Linked DNA regions of Zea mays: all the other regions are linked to region 2. Evidence: chromatin contacts called from public Hi-C data. All regions are on one chromosome and are shown on one strand. The core of a region is the stretch at or near the end of the contact, and the rest is flanking DNA. Distances in the headings are between cores, read along the strand shown. Region 1 holds the start of LOC103650338. Region 2 holds the start of LOC100192709. Region 3 holds the start of LOC109945256 (protein ALP1-like).

The links. A called contact is a pair of places that touch in the nucleus more often than the background predicts.
Region 1: a contact with region 2 is called in a Hi-C map of tassel, with 1.8 times the contacts expected there. The contact joins the promoter of LOC103650338 here to the promoter of LOC100192709 in region 2. A contact is called at or near these places in 2 of 25 Hi-C or Micro-C datasets (endosperm and tassel).
Region 3: a Hi-C map of tassel shows a contact between it and region 2, with 4 times the contacts expected there. The contact joins the promoter of LOC109945256 here to the promoter of LOC100192709 in region 2. A contact is called at or near these places in 3 of 25 Hi-C or Micro-C datasets (leaf and tassel).

What each region holds. Positions count from the first base shown.
Region 1 is chr3:101,748,245-101,751,227 of Zm-B73-REFERENCE-NAM-5.0, forward strand. LOC103650338 reads right to left here and starts at 1,369. Exons shown (of 1, transcript XM_008675934.2): 1 at 1-1,369. The coding sequence starts at 840. The coding sequence ends at 301.
Region 2 is chr3:101,430,711-101,433,744 of Zm-B73-REFERENCE-NAM-5.0, forward strand. It overlaps LOC100192709, which reads left to right and starts at 1,726. Exons shown (of 13, transcript NM_001137911.2): 1 at 1,726-1,989.
Region 3 is chr3:101,037,757-101,040,850 of Zm-B73-REFERENCE-NAM-5.0, forward strand. It overlaps LOC109945256 (protein ALP1-like), which reads left to right and starts at 1,786. Exons shown (of 2, transcript XM_020551103.3): 1 at 1,786-2,041; 2 at 2,118-3,094. The coding sequence starts at 1,812.

The DNA of each region.
Region 1 (2,983 bases), core at 119-2,618, 320 kb after region 2:
AAAGATAGAGGAAAGCCGTGCATGGGCTAGAGCTCGGCCCATTCCTCTTACCCCGCTGCGGCCCATCTCCATTTTCCCTCCACCACGCGGCCACACAGCATCAGCCAACCCTAATACTCCCTCAACCGCATGGGCTAAGTGCCTTCTCCCTGCCTATCGCCGCCAGGTGGGCCAGCCCTCGCTGGGTCGTCCCCTTCGTTCGTCCGATGGCGTAGCTCAACAAACCAGGAGCAAATCCCACGCAAGATTGTCGCTGGCACGCGGGACCGCATCGTCGGGGTCCTCCTCCCCACATCGGCTTCACCAGAAAGCTCGGGGGAAATCCGGGCAGCAGTTCGGCAGTGGATTGCGTGAGTTCCGCGGCGGCCGCATCTCTTCAGCGGCATAAAGCCTCCCCTCGCGGATCCAGCTCCCGTTCCTTCCCCACTCTCTCATCCTCCTCGCAGTCGTAGAGCGGCGCCAGCGTTGGCCCAGTCCGTCGTCGGTGTTAGCCTCAAGCACGGTAGAACTGCCACAATCCTCGCCTCTGCTCGCCCTACAAAGCGTCGGCCCCCTGGTCTGCCATCTCGATTGACCAGTAGAAGCCAGAACCCATACGTCCATACGGCACCCGGTCTCACAGCCGCCGAGAGCAAGTTGGGTGGTGCTGCCGGTGCGGGTGGTTGCCGGGAGCGGAGCGTTCCAGTGCGCGGTCGCCGTCGTCCACCGGGGCTCGCGGCGCGAGTCACTAGCGCTCGGCCGAGCCGTGGTCTGGTGCGACCACGAGGCAAGGGGACTGGACGTCGGAGTATAGCGCATCACCGTGATCCAAGCGCCGCTACCGGTCAACTCTGCTCCCATCGACGGTGAGAACTGGGGCTATGTGTGCTGCTGCGTAAGGAAGAAGATGCGTGGGAGCGGTAGATGCTGAAATTAAGGGCCAGGATTAGAAGTAGTGGAAGCCCTTGGATCGAGATCTCACGCGTAAGAATAGATCGCGCCTTCATTAAATAGTGGACGTCGATCTTTGATCCGACGGTCCGTATAACGTACCGGTTTGTTTTATAGGCAATCTAATCTGGACCGTCCGCGGATGATCGGACGTATAGGATCGGCTGATACCCTTCGGCCGTGGTATTTTACTTAAGAAGCCCCTGAACTTTACAGTAATAACCCGCGGTCCGCAAAGCTGGGTTCTGAGTCTGGGAAACTTTTATGAATTAACCCCTGGGTTTTCTGGTAATGTTGCGCTCGGCCAGGGATGCAGAAAATCAAATAAATTCAATTGGGAAATACTTTTTACAGTAAAAATAATAGCAGAAACTTAGTTAATTCATAAAAAATTCATAATAAGTCCAAATTGACCCATTCCAGTTTCTATAATTTTGTAAGATTATTGTTTATCACCTAGTGTCTCTAATTTGACATGAAAACCACATTAAAATTTATATCTTAATTAGTCTAGTATCAAATACATAAAACCTTCAGAAATTCATAACTCTTTCGTTTTAATTTCAAATTGACTCGTTCCAGTTGTGTTAGCTTCGTATAAATATTTACTACACAGTAGCAACACTTGTTATATGATATCCCCTACTTTTATAAATAGGTAACTAATAAGATTAACTGCCTTAATATTAATTCTCATCTTATGGATATGATTTGACCAGATGATCTTTAATCAAATAATGATTTAGATTAAAGTGGAGATAATTATTTATATAATAACCTCTCATACGAGTTAAACTAACCAATTCATAATATAGTTTAATATTTTAATCACATAGATCTTCTATAGAATAATAACCCCTTAATCGTAACTCCGATCTTAGTAGTTTACGATCCCGCGATCTCGTAACTTCGCGTATATCATTATTATGCAGTTTGTTCTTATGTTTGGTGTGATGTTAATTTTATCTATACCATGTTTGTTTGTATTTCTACGACTAGCAGTGAGGTCACAAGGATATGAGGATCATCCTGGTACCTTGAATCTCAAGTCTCAGGCAATTTGTGCCCTTGATCACTTTTATTTACCCAATAATGTTCTTTATTATCACTATTAAATGCATAGGTTTAATTTTGATGGGACCCAATAGGTCACCCTAGTCTGATTATCTTTTACCTTGTTTACCCATGAATCACTTGGGTAGTTTGCTATTGCTTTATATGGTTTTGGGTTAATATTTCATTATATCCATGTTCCAATTATTTTGTGATGATATTTATGTTCATGTCAAGATCATTATCTTTAATTGGAATGTAGAGCTTAACTTGAGAAACATGTGCCACCACAAGGGTGCAATGGTATGCCCTTGGCTGACTAATTAGGAAAGCTAGTGGAAGACTACCTTACCCGAAAGGGGCAAGGGCAGTAGGGGAGTTGCATGCAGGGAGGTTCTCGGGTTAATTTTGCTGCGATGGCGATCAGATGAGGGATTCTTGCAAGTGCTCTTCCTATAAACTGTAGCGGGTTTTCAGAAGCTAGTGGAACTTTGTAAAGGCCTCGTAGTGTTACCCTGCCTCGTTTCCTTGGTAGAGGTATATGGGATTTATGACCCCTTGGCAGATGGGTAACATGACTTGTGGATACAAGGTACAACCTCTGCATAGTGTAAAACTGGTATACTAGCGGAGCTCACGGTCAAGAGCAGCTCAGGACTCTCGCATGATTAAATTATGGAACTTAAATTCAATTTGTCATTTGCATTTGCATGAGATTATTTATTAATTTTGTTCTATTATTTATTATGGTTTGGTATTTAATTACATTTAGTAATTGCTAATAAAAGTTGACCAACTTATTAAAAGCAATGCTCAGCTTTAACCTCTATTGTTGATCAGCCTTACACATCACATGAACTCCCACCTTTGGTGAATTCATGCACATTATTCCCCACAACTTGTTGAGTGATAAACATGTGTGAGCTCACCCTTGCTGTCTCACACCCCCCACAGGAGTAGAACATGTGGTTCAAGAGGAGCCACACATCGAGGAGTTCAA
Region 2 (3,034 bases), core at 476-2,975:
TTTCTGGACGAAGCTCCCTGTGTTGGGGCCTTCGGCCTTGGTCATCCTGAGTAATGTGACACATTTCTTCAACAGCTTCGTCGATCTTCCTCTGAAGGTCAGCTAGCCGAAGCATCTTTTCTCTCTTCCTTTGCACTTGCTGGTGAATAGCCTCCAAATTCCTGATCTCTTGGTCCAACTCCTCCTTCTGAGGTGTTGGGCCGGTAGCCTTTCTCTTCTGGCTCCTAGCTTCTCGCAGTGAGAGTGCCTCTTGATTTGTGTCCAGTGGCTGCAGGGCAACCCCTGTCGCTGTTGTCTTCTTTGGCGGCATGACGAAGGTAGATGCGTATTGAAGGTGGTCGTTTGAGTTCACCGGAGGTGGCGCCAATGTTGGTCACTTGCTCTCCAATGTTGTGAATCAAGAATAAGGCAACACGATTATGAATTATTAGGGATATTCGTCTTCTGAAACATTATCTCCGCATGGCTATAATGATCATCAGACGAAGGTCATGAAGGACATGCCTCCATCATTTAATATGTGAACGTGAATGCGAAAGGGCAGAGATAGAAATTAGATCTCATTAATTCCTTCATATTCGCATCCTATAAAACATGTATAAACATCAACAGAAACTAATATTACATTGATACCTTCGGTTTGCTCAAAGGTGAGGACGCGCGAGAGAGATTACAATCCAGCCTGAACAGTACGATGCTACTGTTCACCTATTTATAGACACGAGACGCAGCCCGGGTAAAAATACATTTATGTCCCCAATATTCACATATGATCATAATACAAGTTATTAAGGACTAAGTGGTCTTTTCCTCTTTCGGTCAGCATCATCATTATACTTCATCTCTGTTGTGAGCCGAAGCTGTCCATCTGGCTATAGCTTCGGCGTTTACCCTTATCCTCTTTAGATCTGTCTTCATCTTATGTGCCTTCGTCACGAGGAAGAGGCTTGTATCCTCTAGATGAAGATTTCTATAATAGCTTATGCTGAAAACAAATGGTTAATTATGTTTTTAAGGACCTTCAGAAGTATAAGACTCCCAACAACGGGTTTGTACCTGTTGCCATCTCTATAAGTAGGTAAGTTGATATTCGTATTCACAATCGCATTCACAATCTCAATTTATCTTAATAAAATGTTTTGATCTCAATGTAAATAAATAAAATATGTTGATTTCGTAGCAACACATATATATAACTAGTAATAAATAAGATTGTACCAATTTTGATAAAAGTTCAAAAAAATATAATTGCCTCGGTATAAGCCCATCATCAATATAGGGTATGTTTGGTTGGTTTCTCTCGCCAACCTGGCTGTGTGAGCCAGGATCACTGGAGCCTGGCTCTGGAGATGCGACCAATCTGCTCGTATCTGGTGAGCCTGACCCAATGTGCTTTAAGGATCGTGCGAGTCTTGATCCAAATCTACATGCAGGCAACCAAACACAGAGCTCGCACGCGCATAGCCGAGCATTGCAATGGATACCTAATGACTACTCTTCAGGGGCTGGGCTGAGTGGGCTCCAAGTATACCGCAAATCTGCAATTTTGGTACAATCCATTTATCCCACGATAATTATAGCCCCGGCCTGCCAATGAGAAAGCGACGCGGAAACAGAAACCAAACTAACGCTAGCCTAGTCATCCTGCCAGCCAGCGCCCCCCTATGGCCTATGGGTAGGTTCCCACGCAGAGCACAGCACTCCACCTCACTGCTCCAGTCGCGAGCCGCAGCTGCGCGTCGCGTCGCATCGCACGCATCTCTCCTGCCCTCCAGCTCCAAAGCTTCGTCGTCTGCGTCGCCCCGCGCCCCGTCTTGCTCGCTCCAAGCTAGACACCATACCACCCAGGTGACTTCGCGCGCCACTCCTTCCTTCCCTCCCTTTCCCCACAGCTTTACTCTCCCCTCCCGTGTCCAGATCCCGAGGCCCCTCTCCCTCGATCGCCGCCTCCCGGTAGCGGATCCGGCGCCGGCTCGCGCCCCCCGACAGGTACCCTACCCACCGACCGGATCTAGCCGCCGCATGGCTTTTGAATTGAGCTCCCCGCGCGTCGCATGGTGTGTGTGGGTATTGCCTGCGCGGGTTCCAGCTCTGGGTTGTTGCTGGATCGACGACGATGCTAGGGTTTAGGTGTGATTCGTGTCTAGTTACCTGAGTGCTGCGGGCGCGTTTCGTTTTGTCTTGGTGAGCCAAGCGTGGTTCGAATTTTCTCCGGAGCAGGTGCAGTAGCCTCTTGGAGTGACTGGCTTTGAGATTTCCAGTTTAAGGTTCGTTTGGGTTGGTCCGTTGGTGGGAGTTCAGGTTTGCTACGGCTAACCTGTGCGTAGTAACTGACATGCTTATAGTTTCAAAAGGGTTTACTTTGGCTAGCTGCAGCTCATGGGAGCTGGAGGGACCTCATTCAGATGATCCGACATTTACTGCAGTTCCTATATTCATACAAGTATTGATGCTGCGACAAATTTGTATGTGGTTTGGAACTTTGGGTCAAGACTGTTGTTTTTAAAACTAGGAGCTTTAGGTACAGTTCCATGGCAGTTTTATCTTGTGCATGTGTAATGTTTGTTGGACTATCATATAGTTTTCATTGGTGTATGGGGAAATTTTAGTGTCAGAATTACAGGTGCCAAGTTCTATAGTGTTTGGTGATGTGATGGAACACTCTGGAAAAATTGATGAAATTGAGCATTAGTAAAGTTGTCTGTTTTGATATGACATGGAAATTATAAGGCGCTTTAAGGTAGTGTTTGGTTGAGGAGCCAAGTAGAACGGAGCCGTTCCATCCCTGATTCTAGGAACGGAGCCGCTCTGTTCTGTGTTTGGTAATCTGGAACGGAGCGGCTCTGTTTTTTGTTTAGTTGCAGAGTGAACGGAACGGAGCGTGACTGTGAGAGCGGGATGGGAACGGAGCGGCTCCGTTCGGTTGATTTTTTTGGAGCGGAATGGTTCCGGATCTGAGGAGAATATTCCCTAATTGGAGTCATTCCGTTCTAGTTACTTTGTAACCAAACAACAACAAAACTGGGACGGAACG
Region 3 (3,094 bases), core at 536-3,035, 390 kb before region 2:
GATGGAGATGGATGAAAATATACTAAACAAGGTGTTTTTTAGTGTTCCAGCATGTTTTTAGTCTTAGCATATATAGAAAGATATAAAAATATAATCACCGACCTATGTTCGACTAGTCACGACTAGTCTACTAGTCAGTAGCCGCACGATTCGACTCGACTTCTCGACTACTCGAAACATTGGTTTGCAACTTTGCATATATGTCATCTATAGCTGTCACTGAAAGGAATTTGAGATTTTCTTTGTGAGCAATAGGCATTCCGTCAGGTTTGTCATCTATAGCTGAAATTGAAGAAAAAAATGTGGTTTTCTTCCTAAGCAATAGGTATTGTATGTTTCTTTCTGGTCTCACCTGCATTTATTTGTTTATTTGCCTTTAATTCTTTTCCTACAACAATATCTCTGCAGTAATCGGTGACAAATATAAAATCCTGCGAGCATTATAACTAACCTCCCCTAGCGTCTTGCGATGCTTGGCATCCTGCACCGCCACCTCCTTCTTAAGATTCTGGAGCCGCTTATCAATCTGCTAAACAAAAAAAACACACAACACATTGCACTGTCAGTGGTGCGCAACACTATCACCGACCAACCAAGCTCCCACTCAATTGAGTAAGGCAGGAAGGCGTGGCATGAAGTTCACAGCCAACATTCAGTGCCGCAGGCAGGTAGGCTCGCGACGTGACGGACCTGCCTACGGAGGTCGACGAGCTCCTTGCATGAGTGCTTGAACAGCCCAAGAAGCTCGTCGACAGCGGGGAAGACGGGCGGGGCCGCCCCGAGCACGGGCGGCGGAGGAGGTGGCGCGGGCGCGGCGTCGTCCTCCCCGCGGTACTCCGGGAGCAGCTCGTCCACCAGTCCCCCAAACAGAGCGTCGAATGAGAAGTCTCCCTGCGCCGCAGTACCGCAAGCGACGATGAGACCGCATCGCGGAGGAGACACAAGAATCGGAGGAAGGGAGGAAGGGATGGGAGAGAGGATGAAACCTACCTTGAAGTCCTCGAGGTCGAGGGTGAGGGGCAGCGCGGCGGCGGGGTTGGCGGCAGTCGGCATAGCGGCTGGCGGGGCGGCGGAGATCTGGGGTTCCCTTCCCTTGTCGGAGAAGTGTGGGGGTGTGGGGGTGTGGCCGCCGTATCGGGGGCGGACTGGACGAGGAATGCAGAACGGAAGGGGAAAACCCTGCAAGCTGCAACCGCGTTAGACTATCCGTAACCGTTCCCCTAAATTTTTCCCCTAAATGTTACTATGCAGCCACGTCAGCAAGATTCTCTCCCCTATATTCACTCGTCCCGCAACCATTCCCCCTAAATTTTTCCCTATATATCCCTCTACTCATTAAATATACATTTCCATATAACTAACATAACCAACTTCATTTTCTATTTTTTTATATATTTTCATACGTTCGGTATTGTGCGCTCGTATTACAAAAATGATAAAAATAATTTTTATTTGTTTGTTTTCAAATACGGAAAAGATGTAATACAAGTTTTAAGTTTAAAAATAATTTCGTAATGTCAAACTTTACTTCTCCATACTACTCCGTCATAACAATTTCACAAATATTTGTACGCAATATGACATAACTGCGCTTATGCTTGAATCATACTCGTTTAGTCATACACAGGAAGCCACGCTTGTCTTCGACCGAAAGCCACGTTTGACTTACGTTGTAAGCCAAGGTTGCCTTCCGACGTAAGCCAGTAGCTTCTCCCTAAAGCCAAGTTTCTCTCGTCTATATATATGCAATGTTTGTCTTCAAATATGTATTTGCATCTAGCACTTGTTCCACAAGTAAACCATTGCTCCAAATGTCTCCAAGTCGTAGGCAACATGATTCGGATTCAAGTGATAGTGACGACGAAACACTTATACTTGTTAATCTTCTTACCCTCAACATTGAGGCTAGACGCCTACACCGACGACGGTCCGGGTTACCTCGCCGCGTTATTCGCAGGGATCATTTTGCTGGAGAAAACCTTATCCAGCATCACTACTTCGGGCCGAACCCGGTGTATCCATTGCACGTGTTTCGTAGAAGGTACGCACATCATGTAATTCTAAGAGGTTCTGATAATTCCATAGTATTTACCACGATCCTTTGTTATTTTGTTTAGGTTTCGCATGAGTAGGCCTCTGTTTCTCCGTATTTTGCAAGGACTTCAACAGCAGGATACATACTTTACACAAAGGGTTGACGCAACAGGCATGCCAGGACTCGGTCCCCTACAAAAAGTATGTGCGGCACTTCGCATACTTGCATATGGTTTACCTTCTGATGCGGTAGACGAGTACATTCAAATCGGGGAGTCTACAGCTAGAGAATGTCTTCATCATTTTTGTCGCGCAATCATACAATATTTTAGTGCCTGGTATCTACGGACTCCTAATGAAGCAGACATAGCACGTATCATGCACAGTAGCGAGTCAAGGGGTTTTCCTGGAATGTTGGGTTCCATAGATTGCATGCATTGGGAGTGGCGGAACTGTCCTACAGCCTGGCGTGGTCAGTTTTGTGGTCGAAATGGTAGAGCGTCCATGATACTAGAGGCGGTAGCAACTTATGATCTATGGATTTGGTATGCTTTTTTTGGCATGCCAGGGACAAACAATGACGTTAACGTGCTGCACCGATCACCAGTCTTTGACCCTTTGACAACTGGTCGAATGCCACCTGTGAATTACACAGTAAATGGCCATGCTTACAACTTCGGATATTACTTAGCTGATGGTATTTACCCCAACTGGCCTACTTTTGTGAAAGCTATCAGACACCCGTATGAGGAAAAGAAAGTTTATTTCACACAAATGCAAGAGAGTTGCCGAAAAGATATTGAGCGTGCTTTCGGAGTTCTTCAAGCACGGTGGGCGGTGCTCCGTGGTCCAGCATATGGGTGGGATCGCAATCGTTTAACAGAGATAATCACAGCTTGCATCATCATGCACAATATGATTGTGGAAGACGAAGGCCCTTTGGCTGCTAATACTGATTTCGGAGATAACACTTCAGGCATAGACGCATCTCAAATAATTGGAGAAGGAAGGGCAGCATGGGTCATTAACCACTTTGATATTCGTCGTCAAGATAGGTCTT